Regions from separate parts of the Bombyx mori genome. Here region 2 is linked to region 1. Evidence: chromatin contacts called from public Hi-C data. All regions are on one chromosome and are shown on one strand. The core of a region is the stretch at or near the end of the contact, and the rest is flanking DNA. Distances in the headings are between cores, read along the strand shown. Region 1 holds the start of LOC101743085 (kinesin-like protein KIF21B). Region 2 overlaps LOC101743085 (kinesin-like protein KIF21B).

Evidence for each region. A called contact is a pair of places that touch in the nucleus more often than the background predicts.
Region 2: a Hi-C map of whole pupa shows a contact between it and region 1, with 2.5 times the contacts expected there. The contact joins the enhancer-like site here to the promoter of LOC101743085 in region 1. A contact is called at or near these places in 4 of 7 Hi-C or Micro-C datasets (midgut and whole pupa).

What each region holds. Positions count from the first base shown.
Region 1 is chr5:15,758,182-15,765,903 of ASM3026992v2, forward strand. LOC101743085 (kinesin-like protein KIF21B) reads left to right here and starts at 2,474. Exons shown (of 31, transcript XM_021350593.3): 1 at 2,474-2,866; 2 at 3,428-3,480. The coding sequence starts at 3,443.
Region 2 is chr5:15,799,779-15,807,284 of ASM3026992v2, forward strand. All of the region lies in intron 3 of LOC101743085 (kinesin-like protein KIF21B), which reads left to right. Among protein-coding and RNA genes, the nearest start is that of LOC101743085, 43 kb to the left of the region's middle. Within about 2 kb of position 1,918, at least 2 of the 8 cell types and tissues checked have open chromatin away from gene starts, as enhancers often do.

The DNA of each region.
Region 1 (7,722 bases), core at 1,224-3,723:
AATTTGTGAGGTAGTTTGAAATACAATGCTTTACACACTATGTACTTAATAATCGATTAATATACACATGAATTGATTCTTGTTTATAGTATCTCTCTGTCCAATTTTGTCGGAAAGTAGGTATTCGTGTATTCTGGTCTTCAGGGTAGAAATATCGTATTATTGTACAATACTTTATGATATTTAATTTTTATTTATTTATTTATTTAGACACACCAACAGCAATACACACAAAACATTCAAGCTTAAAATTAACATGTATAAAATTAAGTACTGGTATGTAAGCCAGTTACAGGCATGTACAGAAATCTCTTATAACACACTATGACATGTTACAGCAATTTTACAAACAGCGGAAAAATAGGCTAAATTTAAATATTAACAGTACGACAAAAAAGTATATTTGAAAATAACATGAAAACAAGAGTTAACTACTTAACATTCTCTCATCAATTATAAACAAAGGAACTTGGATACTAGTTTGTTTTTGAGACCAGGACACGTGTCGTTAAATGATATAAATAATATCAATGAGCACCGTCACCTGCTTGACATCATGTGAACCGTAAGGTCGTCCAGAGCTATTCCTATAAAGTAATAAAAATACTTTTTAAGCTCTGTATGGCAACACATATATTTTTGATTAGATAAGGAGGACTTAATAAAAAATCGATAGATATTTAAATGAGGCCATTAATGCACGCACATAAAATTTTATATACATGTATATTCACTCTCTTGATTCAGTCAAATACCTACTGTACAAATATTTCAATCTACATAAAGTACCTATCTATAGCTTTTTTTATGTTGAAAAAACATATAGATACCGCGTCTTTTGAGTTAAAATCACATTATGTGAGATTGTAGCTCACTAAAAATCCTTTGTTAGAACCGTCCCTATTGGAATACAAGAATAGCTTAAGCACATCGAGCATGAAAGCTTAAAATTACAGTCACAAATGTAGATAATATACAATATGTCCCTAATACTTGAGTTTTCTGTACATACCTAAGTATCTCTCCTTTTATAAAACTTGATTCTTTAACAGAAGTGAACAAGTTTTTTTTAAATACGTAATTGAATTACAACTTATATCAGTCCGTCCGTTTGTCAAATGTTATTAATCTTTTAAAAAATAAAAATCTTTTTTTTTTAACGGAGCATTTAAAATCGAATTATTTAAGTAATACTTAACACTTGAAATGTAGTATCACTCTGCCGATTGTTTCACGTATCAAGTATCAACTATCAAAGTATTTTTACTAAGCTACTGATATTGAAATCTATTGTTACCTATATGCAATATTAGTAAAATATTAATATTCCTTACATTAGCAATTTAAAACCATAATATTATGAATTTGTGACAAATTATTCGGTTATAAATTGCTCGTTAAATTCATATAACAAGATCTAAATCACCTAATCCGTTTCGATGAAGGCTATCTAGTTTCTTCATCGTGGATTAATTCTAGACAGTTAGCCATTATAAAAATTGAATATAGTGTCATTAACCTCACAGTTGAAAATCCAAGATCAGAAAATACGGATGCGAATTTAATACTATACCGTTTTACACTTAATAATTATGTCATTACACACAATCGGCAAAAAATGTTACAAAAACCACCAATACGGGTTTAGATAATAATGCCCGCGTATTACTTTGTATGCGTTTTTTTTTTTTTTATTGGTACAATAATTACGAAGTCACTCTAAGCTTATACTTGTTCAAGCACGCCTTTGGAAAGTTAATGCAATCCACTAATATGCAATTTTAAGTAAAGCGTAAACTTATAACCAAAATAAAGAGAACCGATATGTACCTACACTTTCTATGCTGAATTTCGTCTGTCATGGCAATTTTTGACAACATTTTTTTAATGTACTTTTTAATAAACCCACGTGTTGGTCAAAGTAAAAGTACTAAAAAGATTTTGTACCTAATTATTTTTTGTTATTCTATTTATCAGTATCTTATGTCAAACTGGGTATTATTATTTAATTCTATGTAATTACTATTAATATTAACAAATTATATTAAGTTTACAATTTTAGATTTTGTTTCTCATTAGTTTTCAATATAACGAAGGGAAACTTCAGCTTAGAATGGGTTAATGTTAATTACTTTATTAATTTAAATTATTGACTAACTTAAAATTATTATTATCGGCTGAAACTAATACTGCCATCTCTTGATACTCAAAAGAACTACGTGAGCATCACGAACGACATTCAACCATAAAAGACATATTGAAACTTCTAACTAAATGATCAACGCGCGCCATCTATTGGTTGTTTAATAAAATATTATTCCTTTTTAAATTTTTTGAATGAAAACAAGCAATTTACATATAAGAAAATTGGATCTTTCTATCCTGAATTAAAGTAAAAAAATATTTGTTTAAAACTAAATAACGGGAGTAGTAAAAATAGTGGTTAAGTTTTTGCACTGGTAGCCCAAAGTGTTTTCTGTCAAATTGACGTCAAACCGTCTGGCCGTGTTTTTCAATCAGTCAGTTGTCAAACAGAATTTTGTGAATGATTGCGGCGAGTGTCTCGTCGAACGTAAACGGTACTTCTAAGTTAGCTGCATTATTTGCGTTTTCATAAAAATTGTAACATAGAGTTAGCTTAGCATTAAACTATTCCACGTATTTAGAACAATATAAAATCAAATAGTACATTATAACCAGTAATTTTAAGTTATATTTTATTTATAAAAATCGTCGGAATCTTGTTACAATGGTGAAAGATGGACAAAATAAATATCGGTCGTTGTCGATCTAGCGAGACTTTGTGACGCAGACGCTATGTGTAATGTGATCTAGTGCTACAGAATTAAAGGATTTCTAAGCCCCGGTAAGTTAATTTGAATTTACACAATACACCGTTAATTTGTTTAAATTATCAACTGTGTGCAATAGACATAAAAGTTATACTGTTATTCGCATCGATATCGCAATCCTTATCTTCTCAAAAAATCGTATTATTTAAGTACTATCACAAAAACACATTCCTCAGCCGGTATTAAACGTATTTTAAACTCTTGTAACTTACGCAAAAATGAAAACTAGAAAAAAATTGCACCGACAGGTTTTCTGTTATGAAAACGCAGTAAAAATGACAAATATTTAAAAAAAGAAAAGTACAGTAAAAATATGAACAATTGCATAATTCAATAGTTCATCAAAATTTGAAAATAAAAAATTGTTAAACAATCTCACCAAATATAACAATGTAATTTAAAAAGTAAATTGTTTCAAAATATAAACGTAAATTGACATATTCAACACAATATCTATTAGTAAAGGTTTGTTTTTCTAATTTACTTCTAATACCTAAAAGGCATATACATACCCATAACATATATAGTTGAATTAAAATTTCTTGACAACAATTGCATTGATTCTGTTTGTGCAGGTGTATATTGCAGTCATGGCCAGTGAGGAATCCAGCGTAAGAGTTGCTGTGAGGTAATTATTTATGAATATTATATTTAAGTTGTAAATTTTTTAGTGGGATAAATATTTTCAAAATCTTTATTTATTTCGGTTACACTGATACGTAAACTGTTGTGGCATTACTGCTAAGTCTTGTAGTACGAATTTGAAATAAATAATAAAAAACCATTCAAGTTTAATGACGTTTTTTTTTTTTTTATTTATGTTCCTACTTTTATATAAAGAAGGTAGAATTAAAACCATTGTTGTTAATTTGCTGAAATATGTTGCTTTAAACACTTCAAATAATACTGATAGGGACCTTCTAAAACTTAAAAAGTAATCAATATAGATTAGAACTAATCAAACAAGTGATTTTAAATAGAACAAAGAATCAATACATTTCTAAAAACCTGTAGTATGTTTGTAAAACCTATAATTTTTGCAACTATTTACTTGAACATTATATTTAAGCCATCTACAACGTAAATGCGCCAACCATCTTGAGATATAAGTTCTAAGGGTCTCAGTATAGTTACAACGGCTGCCCTACCCTTCAAACCGAAACGCATTACTGCTTCGCGTCAGAAATAGGCAGGGTGGTGGTACCTAACCGCGCGGACTCACAAGAGGTCCTACCACCAGTAATAAAAGTAATTTCATTTACAATACTTTGTTGTCCGCTCATTGAAATAATTTTCATAGAATTCTCCATAAATTAAGATTTATTAGTATAATTGAAATTGTAAAGTTCATTTTTATAATTTGCAGAAAGTTAAAACTACTATAATAATCCACAATAAAGATCAGTTATTAACATTAAAATAATAATTAGCGGTCGCGAAAAATAATAATTAGCGAAATGAAAACTTCTATTAAATATAGCCTAATAACCACTCTAGTAATATCAAAGAGTACGTAGGGTACATAAAAAAAGCCAAATTCCTTTTTTTAAGTAGAGTATGAATATATATTTTGTTGAGAATAATTCAGATTTGCAGTAGTCAAATATCTTGAAATATTTTCTAAACTGAGTTAGAATAAAGTGAAGACGTTTAAACGCGCCTTCTTTTATACTATTCAGCATACATTGACTGTTCGTATCGAACTCAATTTCATGATTTATATCATTCCGTTAGGGGGTCGTCACGCAAACACGCGGCCTACATCGTTGCGTGCCAATACATTGCCGGTAATGTGCGTTGGTGTCGTAAATAAAACACGGAAACATTATGAAGTGTTCGATTTTCAAAAATGCTTAAATTATAGCCACAGATCAAGATCACATATTGTTAAATACGTGAAGATGTGAAATAAAAGCTATAGATGCGAGGTATGCCGTCTAGAAATTCTTCTGCGGGTTCCTTCTGATCCCATTATTTGCGCGGTAAATTTTTATTTAATAATCTCTAACGGTATGGTGGTAGAGCGAAGCCAGTATTATTTGATTCTACTCACCTATCATTAAAACAATGTTTTCAATGATAGGTGAGGTTTTTTTTTAAACGCAATGGAGACTTCAGCCTTATTACTCCAGATAAATCTCACTTCTTAAACATTTTATTTCAAACATATCATTAAATATAATAAAATAAAATGTTTAATTCTAAAATTAACATCGAATTAATTCCAATGCTTTTTATTAAGTGATATCAAACAAAATTTAAGGTCTTACATTGATAATCGCAACATTTACACTACGAAGCATTAGGTATTTAGTGTAATAAAAAAAGGCGTTTTCTGGATTTTAGATCTTCGAATGAGTCCGTCATGCACACATACTATACATCTTCAGATTCTATTAACACCTCCGCCATAAGATTTATTCATAGCTCACTCCATTGTATCTATAGTTGTGACATCATGATTCGAGCAAGGACGTACCTAAACGTCGCAACGTTAATAATTTGGAAAATAAGTTAATAATAAATTACTACTATCAATTTAAATATCGGCTAAACTTAAATGATGTTCAATTAAAAACATCGAACTGCTGATGCTAATACAAAATAAAATCCATCTTTAATTAAAAAGATAAATGTCGTTTTTTAAAGAAATGTCACTCAAACCAAATAACCTTTCACCCCTCCAATATAATATTGCACGTAGTGTTTTTTATGTTTTGATCAGTAGAATCATATTATTTTTTAATATGTACACACTTTATGACGCTGTTTTTGCTAAACATTAATTTACAGAATATGGTTACGGTCGTTAAAATAAGTGGCTTTGAAGTATGTTAAGCTTCCATCACCTTTGCGCGTTATTCAAATAGATAATGAAATTAAATGAATTCAAATGAAACCCGCAAAATTATAATTTGCGTAATTACTGGTGGTAGGACCTCTTGAGAGTCTGCGCGGGTGGGTACCGCCACCCTGCCTATTTCTGCCGTGAAGCAGTAATGCGTTTCGGTTTGAAGGGTGGGGCAGCCGTTGTAACTATACTTGAGACCTTAGAACTTACATCTCAAGGTGGGTGGCGCATTTACGTTGTGGATGTCTATGGGCTCCAGTAACCACTTAACACCAGGTGGGTTGTGAGATCGTCCACCCATCTAAGCAACAAAAAAAAAAAAGATAAGCCTCTGTAATGTTTTTAAACTAACGCGTCCAACTTAAACTGCTGTAATTGCAAAATAGTTGCATTGGAACTCTTGAACTATGCCGCATCGAATCTGCGACAATCGCTTCTAAGGACAGTCTCCGACCTTTCCTCAACGTCGGGTGCTACTTACACCGTTACGTAACAACTGAACGAAAAACACGAAATATATCTACCTACCTAACCTCAATAGCCTAGCTTCAATGTACTACTAACTATTTGTTACGTAAGTAAACTAGCACTTTCCGTATTTACATTGTAGCGTTTGACGATGTTTTTTAATATTTTTTCTCCCTACTTTATCGTTGGTAACCTAAGAGGTTATGCCAACATTGCGCGGGCTGGTAGGTGAGCTCACGGGCTCAACCTGACAGAATTGCTAACACTAGCCCTAGCGAGTGCAGTGCTTCGCTGAATCTACTACCGGATCGGAATCGCGACCCACTGAGAAGATTCAGCGAGAAACTCAATGGGCTGTGTCTATGGGCTCGTTCGCACGTCGAAGTCTTCTTCGGAATCGACGAGAACGGTAACCGGTGCTTGAAGAGCCTAAAAGCACCGAGAGTGGATCCGGGGGATCCGACAAGGCATATTTTGGCCGACGACGGCTTTACATTACCTTGTCACCTAGATCGGATATGTAGTTAGCGGTGGCCACGACAAAAAGGTTATCGTGCCGCGCTGCTTTTTCAAAGTAGCCTACTGACGCTTCTTTAAGTAACTTACGTATCGGTTCTAGATTTAAGTCGTCGTGAAGATCTAGATTTTTTTAATATAACATTGACATGTCTACACAGGTCCGGCCCATTTTTGCAAAGTTTGGAATCAACAACTTTGGACAATGTCTTAGTTAAATTAAGAACATAATTTAAAAAATCTGAGCGTTTTTCCTTGATATTAACCGCCGCCTTTCCTTGTCTGGTGTTAGACCATTTCCACATTCTAAGTAATAGAGTATCTATAAATAATTGGATCTTTGTTTTGAATGCGCTCGTTGATCATGAATTATGAACAAATCTTAATGTCCAAACAGTCTCATTAAATTAGCAACATGCTGTATATTATATAAAACGTTTGGGATGGGTTAGGCCGATCAGTTGACTTCCTTTGTCTGATGGTGAAAAAACTGACAACCCGGCCGTGTCAGTGTAACACATCGCAACAGTTTAGTTTAGTTAAATCGTTTCCGTCTTGATTGCAGCCAGTTAGCGTAATTGCCTTTATCTCGTATCTATTGTTTTTAAAGTAATTTACGACATGACCTGATTCAAAATCTGTGCGGTGACAATGAATGAACACGAACGTTCATAGATGTTTTTCTGGAGGAGGATTTTATATTTTATTTTACAGTGTTTAAGTCTATTTTGATTTTTTGAGGTTTTTTTTTTAATGCTTAGATGGTTGGACGACCTCACAGCCCATCTGGTGTTAAGTGGTTACTGGAGCCCATAGACATCTACAACGTAAATGCGCCACCCACCTTGAGATATAAGTTGTAAGGTCTCAGTATAGTTACAACGGCTGCCCCACCCTTCAAACCGAAACGCATTATTGCTTCACGGCAGAAATAGGCGGGGCGGTGGTACCAACTCGCGCGGACTCGCAAGAGGTCCAACACCAGTAATTACGCAAATTATAATTTTGCGGGTTTGATTTTTATTACACGATGTT
Region 2 (7,506 bases), core at 668-3,167, 41 kb after region 1:
GCGGTCACCGCTATCGCGGCTTCGTTATCGCCATGCCCTGTTTATCTTCCTATGACAGGATTAGCCCCGACCGACTATGGAGATTGCGTTATCAGCCATGGCGCCCATATTTGACTCACCTCTTGGATGCTGTTTACTGATTTTACTTATAAGACTGACCTAATGCTTATTTTTTAAAGAACCGCCATTTTTTCGCTTAGGCCCATTGGAATCGTGATCGAGAAACCACAGGTTCGTGTCGGCACATATATATAATAAATATGAACTTGAAAATAAATAGCGAAAACTGCACACCCGATCCTGTGGACCGAATGGTAAACAGTCGACCTCACCCTAAACGCGTCATTACGGATCCTCCTGATACATTAACGGTGCTTTTAGGCACCTCAGGCACCGAGCCTTCTCGTCGAACCCGTCACTTGCGCCGAAGGGCTCGACGAGTAAACTAACACATAGACACAGCCCACTGAGTTTCTCGCCGGATCTTCTCAGTGGGTCGCGTTTCCGATCCGGTGGTAGATTCTGCGAAGCACTGCTCTTGCTAGGGCCAGTGTTAGCAACACTCCTGATTTGAGCCCCGTGAGCTCACCTACTCGTCCGGTTACGCTGACATAGCCTCTCAAGGCTATCACTTTAGGTAAAAAAAATTGAATTTAGACAATTAAATTAAATAATACATTCCACAAAACGCCGTTAAATTCAGTCCTTAAATAAACGAATACTAATTGTTACATCACGTTTTAACATAAATAACGTGTGCCAAGGATATTTTCGTGGTGCGTATCCATAATTCGCATTAATGACATCAGCTCGTACAACCATCGTGCGCATAGACTTACGATCTGCTTACTTGAAATGTAAACAGTCTAAGTCATAAGCTTCAGCGATCTGCGAAATGGACGAATGGCTTTGAAGTGTGGCGTGATTTACACGTATTGAGATTTAAAATTATTAACTTGAAGTACATATTTTGAGACAATTCGGATCGAAAATACGCGTATTATCTTGTGGCAGTAGCCATCATACAACAAGATATTTGACAAATGTCTGAATCTGGCTTACGACATTTTCAAGATAACATTGCATATATACAAGTTCCGAACAGCCGCATTTGGACCGTCGGTCTACCGAGAAATATCACCCACTCGGTGGAAGATTTTCCTTCTGTCGTTATACCTACAATCTGATTAAAATCTGGAGAAACATTTGATTTTTATATGCCAAAAGTGAAAAAACACGACATGTCAGTGCCAAAGATATCTAAAATAACCAATATCACCTATCGCTTATCGCCCGTCCGTCGGTTGTTCTAAGAATTTATGTAATCGTGTTTATTGAAATCATAATACACACACATAAAAAACCTGTTTTAAAAATATGTCGTGTTACACCTTGAAAATTGTTAATGGCGTCTATTGAATAACAATTATTTGTATATTAATTTTATTTAAAGAAAAAATACGTTAGTTTGTAAGGACCTCTGGTTTACTGGTGGTAGGACCTCTTGTGAGTCCGCACGGGTAGGTACCACTACCCTGTCTATTTCTGCCGTGAAGCAGTAATGAGTTTCGGTTTGAAGGGTGGGGCAGCCGTTGTAACTATACTGAGACCTTAGAACTTAATATTTCAGGGTGGGTGGCGCATTTACTTTGTAGATGTCTATGGGCTCCAGTAACCACTTAACACCAGGTAGGCTGTGAGCTCGTCCACCTATCTAAGCTATAAAAAAACGCTGTTTTTAATTTGACGCTTGGTTTGGTGCTGCGCAACTTTGTCCAGATAATGGATTCGGGTGTTTTTATTTCTACGATACCGATTATTTGTGTAACAGGAATGGGCAGGTGAATCATTGTCCACCGGTGTTGTTCGGTAACCGGATATACACTACAAAGTGTAGGGTGACCGTTTTTTTCCCTACCTATGCGCTGGTAGCTTAGGGGGCTATTACAGCTACGCACGGACTGGTAGATGAGCTTACGTGCTCAACCTGAGAGAATTTGCTAACACTAGCCCTAGCAAAAGCAGTGCGTCTCAGTCCGCGACCGTGCCGCGTTTATTCTCGGCAGACTCAAAAAAAAGTAGTGTGTCGCAGAATCTACCACCGGATCGGAATCGCGATCCACTGAGAAGATCCGACGCGCTATTCAGTGGGCTGTGTCCTTTTTATTTTTATTTTTTATTGCTTAGTTGTGTGGATGAGCTCACAGCCCACCTGGTGTTAAGTGGTTACTGGAGCCCATAGACATCTACAACGTAAATGCGCCACCCATCTTGAGATATAAGTTCTAAGGGTCTCAATTATAGTTACAACGGCTGCCCCACCCTTCGAACCGAAACGCATTACTGCTTCACGACGGAAATAGGCGGGGTGGTGGTACCTACCCGTGCGGACTCCCAAGAGGTCTTACCACCAAAATGTCTCCGTCGATCCCATTCTGTAGCTTGGTGGAGTGCATCGCCGACAGGTATTTTCAGTTCCTCCACTATTTGGTCCAACCATAGTTTGGGACATCTACCCCTAGACCTTTTTCCCTCGATTTTACCGGTCACCACAAGGCGTTCCAAATTTCTGGTATCCCTGCGTGCAACATGACCAAAATACCACAATATTCTTTGTAGGCAGGTTGTGGATGGACGATAACGAGTACCTAATCATGATTTTTTTTATTGCTTCGATGTGTGGACGAGCTCACAGCACACCTGGTGTTAAGTGGTTACTAGAGCCCATAGACATCTACCACGTAAATGCGCCACACACCTTGAGATATAAGTTCTAAGGTCTCAGTATAGTTACAACGGCTGCCCCGCCCTTCAAACCGAAACGCATTACTGCTTCACGGCAGAAATGGGCAGGGTGGTGGTACCTACCCGTGCGGACTCACAAGAGGTCCTACCACCAGTAAAACGTATTGATTATTACTACCATTAGTTACATATATGTCTTTTTTCAGTGCATACTTCCGAATTTGATCCCGATGTCATATTGATTTATGATTATTTTTTTGCTAATATCGATAACTAATAATTATTTCTTAATAAACTAATAAATGTTTCTACGGTACATATTTATTTTCACCCAGACGTCTCTATAGAATGTTTACGTAAAAAACTTTAAGATCTGTGTTGCGGTACGTTAGCGATAATTGCCTAACAAAACACCGGCTGTGGCTTGTGTTTGCACGTTACATTAGTACATTTGCATATTGCGAACGCCGCCGGTGCGTAATAAATACGTAATATAATATTATGTGCATATGTACACCTACAATGGCTAGTGTGAAAACAGATTGACCTGATTGATATCTTAGACGTTTCTAATCTACTTGAATCTCTTATCCGTGTAGTAAACTGAAAATATATTAATACAATACTTTCTTGCCTAATTGGGATGCATAAACTTATATTTTTAACTAGCTGACCTCGTAGTACCTCAATCGATAAATAAAAGACCTAAACTTTTCGAGGACACAAAAGGAAAAACAAAATTGTTATTTTTATTTAATTCCGAGCATTTTCATATTTATCTACCTTTTAAACCTTCTCTGGACTTCCACAAACAGTTCAAGACCAAAATTAGCCAAATCGGTCCAGCCGTTCTCGAGTTTTAGCGAGACTAACGAACAGCAATTCATTTTTATATATAGAGATATATCGAATGAAAATACACTTAAGAGTCACATGATCATGAGTGGTCACCGTCGCTCATAGGTATTGAAAATGTCAGAAGCAATGCCGAGGCGCGCTTTACCAACTCTCTTGGTTCTGATCAAATTGAGCATTGGCTCGGAAATGAAGTCCATGTAAATTTCGTGACACAACGTGTCTGTTAGTGGCATCTGACACACGACGATCAGCCGGATCTTTCCCGAAAATCTGGGGCGACCAACGAAAAATGAGGCCTATAATATCAAAGGCAGCTAAACGCCTTAATGTCGAAAAAAAAGGTGTTAACAATGGCGCTATCTTGCTTAGTTAGTTGGACACGCTTTAGTGTTTTCATGTTATAACAAACGCAGCTAAATCTCTAACAAATTCCGTTAAAAAAATATATTTTTACTCTGTACTAAGTACTAATAAACGAAGTTTTATCATTTAAAATTCAGATCATTAGTAATATTCTCATTCTTTATAAATCTACTTTAAAATAAAGAATATCGTAGCTATCCGAACAAAGTTATTTCAGCTTCTCAAACCGGGAGTGTTGCTAACACTAGCCCTAGCAAGAGCAGTATTTCGATGGATCGGGAGGATCCATAATGACGTGTTTAGGGCCGATTTTTGTAGTTTACCTCAATATTTGACAGACTTGGATTTAGCTGCCTTTGATTTTATAGGCCTCAAATAATCTAATAGAATAAAATAAAAATCATATATAAAAATGAATTGCTGTTCGTTAGTCTCGCTAAAACTCGAGAACGGCTGGACCGATTTGACTAATTTTGGTCTTAAATTATTTGTGGAAGTCCAGAAAGGGTTTAAAAGGTTTAAAAGGTTTAAAAGATAAATATGAAAATGCTCGTCAGCTAGTCTATACTAATATTATAAAGAGGAAAGATTTGTTTGTTTGTTTGTTTCGAATAGGCTCCGAAACTACTGGACCGATTTGAAAAATTATTTTTCCATTAGAAGCCGACATTGTACCTGATGAACATAGGCTACTTTTTTTATTTTATTTTTATTTATTTTTTTTGGTTTCATGTGTGTTTTAATGTTTCCGAAGCGAAGCGAGGGCGGGTCGCTAGTTGAAAATAAAATAGAAAGTTACAACAATAAACTTATGAATAATTCTAATTAGCGTCAATATTTTCATCGTGTACCCCAGTACGTCGACACGGTCCGATCGCTTTATAATAGAGATATAAATAACCAAATAACCGAGGCGGTTTTAAGCATCTAGATAAATCATAAGTATTATTACATTTGCGAGATAGTTCTTCATTCTCCCGTATTTTCGAAGATTTCGCGCATTTGTCATACTGGTGGTAGGACCTGTTGTGAGTTCGTACGGGTAGGTACCACTAACCTGCCTATTTCAGTCGTGAAGCAGTAATGCGTTTCGATTTGAAGGGACTTTTGAGACTTTTGAGACTTTAGAACTTATATCTCAAGGTAGGTGGCGCATTTACCTTATAGATGTCTATGGACTCCGGTAACACTCGAGCACTCGTAAAACTATGAATGTAGAAGGATATAGAGGTAGAGGTAGACTTAAAAAGAAATGGATGGATTGCGTGAAAGACGATATGGGTGAGAGGGGAGTGAGCGAATAAATGGTATATGATATAAGAGTATGGAAGGACAAAACATGTTGCGCCGAGCCCAGGCGACTGGGAGAAGGGCAGGATAATGATATGATGGGCTCCGGTAACCACTTAAAACCAGGTGGGCTGTAAGCTCGTCCACCCACCTATATAATAAAAAATATATATAAAAAAAATCACATCATCTGTAACGAAAGCAGAAGTACGATTAAGGATGCCGATTTAAATATTTTATGTTTCTCCAAATCTAATATCAATTTCGCATCGACGTTACAGCTTTTACGTATTTATTTCTAGTCGGTTAATATTATTCTCATTTGTGCATACACATACCTACTCGTGATCCACGCAAAAAGAAAAATATATATTTAGAGTATACCTAGTAAGTAGTATTTATTAGTCGCTTTCCGAATGTCAGTTCTGTTTTATCGATTTTCAAATCACAATGGTGCTAAAGAAATGTACACTTAAAACAATTATCTGAAGTAAGACCGCACGCTCGTCTTGTCTATTTTAGTTATTAGCTGACCCGGCAGACTTCGTAGTGACTCAATCGATAAATAAAAGACACATCAAGGGGACACATCAAAGGAAAAACAAAACTGTTTGTTTTTATATAATTCCGAGCTTTTTTATATTTTCTCACCTTTTAAACCTTCCCTGGAATTCCACGAATAATTCAAGACCAAAATTAGCCAAATCGGTCCAGCCGTTCTCGAGTTTTAGCGAGACTAACGAACAGCAATTCATTTTTATATACATATAGAGATTTACAATTACGAACATTTGCTTCTGACTCACATAAAAATAACGTAACTATACTAGAACTGGCGGTCCTTTGATCCACATTTGGTGTTGTTTCAACAAACAATAGTTTGATTGGCGTCAGTGCGTCTGCCATTACGAGGGCGATGCGTGTTCGCAATGTGAATTATCATGACGAACGCATCGTCTGGCATCGACGGGTCACATTCAACGCTATTATTTATCGGGGCTGTGTTTGTATTGAAATTAAGCCAAGTTTCATTAAATCAGAGACCACACACCGTGCTTTCGATAAGGAAATTTGATCAAAGAAGAAGAAAAAAGTCAAGAATATTCTGAATGATAATTTTGTTGATAAGACTAGGTATAAACGACGAAAGGAAGATCTTCCACCGAGCGCGTGATATTGCTCGCTAGACCGACGGTCCGAATGTTGTTGTTCGGAACTTGTATATATGCAAGCTATCTTGAAAATGTCGTAAGCGAGATTCAGGCATCTGTCAAATATGATAGCTACCGCCTCTTCGGATTTATCAAAAGATACTGGCGACTCCATTCACTTCAACTTACCGCAACTGCTTCTCGATTATCCCTCCGTAGTAATTCTCTTGTAACTCTATGTTCACACCTGATTCTCTTCTTAATTTCTACCCTGAAAATGTTTACTACCAGGTTGGTAGATGAATTAATTTTTAACGAATGAAGGCTACTGAAGCTCGCTCGGGTAGGTATGTACCACCATCCTGCCTGTTTCTACCCCGAAGCTCCCGGCGCCAGCTACAGACTCAGACAACCTTTGCTCGCTAGGAGAAGTCTTCTGCCTATACATTCATAAAAACATAACAAAAAGTCTTCTAATTTTATGCAAACCTTCGTAATCGAGCAATACCGATGACGTCAGAATTTTACATACGGTGAATAATTTAAAATCTACATATATTATGAACGGTTACATTATATCTATTGTTTTCATAATATTCCTTGACACTTCCTAGCACTGAATGAGGTATTTAAAGTTTCATAAAGAAATTAGCTTTGTACTACATCCACCAATATATTTCCTTATTTACAAACCCGATATTAGATATAGTTTAATAAATAATCGTAAATAATAATTTTCTCATATTATTATTAAAACAATAATATGTTGTTGTTATTTATTATCTTATAAAACAGACACAAACATTAAATTGTGCTTTAAAAAGATCTTCCTTACATTTGTTTACACCGTTAACATATTAGAATAAACAATTCGAGTCAGTGGGCCGTTCGATGTTTACGATAATGTTTCAATGTTTATAAACATGTTACGATAAATTCATGATGGGACTTACTTAACAGAATTGTACATTTTATGTAGCGATTTGTTTAATATTATTTTTATAATCATACAACGTTAAGACTTATCGACTTTTACTGCTATTACGGATTGGACTGATTCTTTGTCGTCGATGTGGGTCCACTACTGGAGCCCTATCGT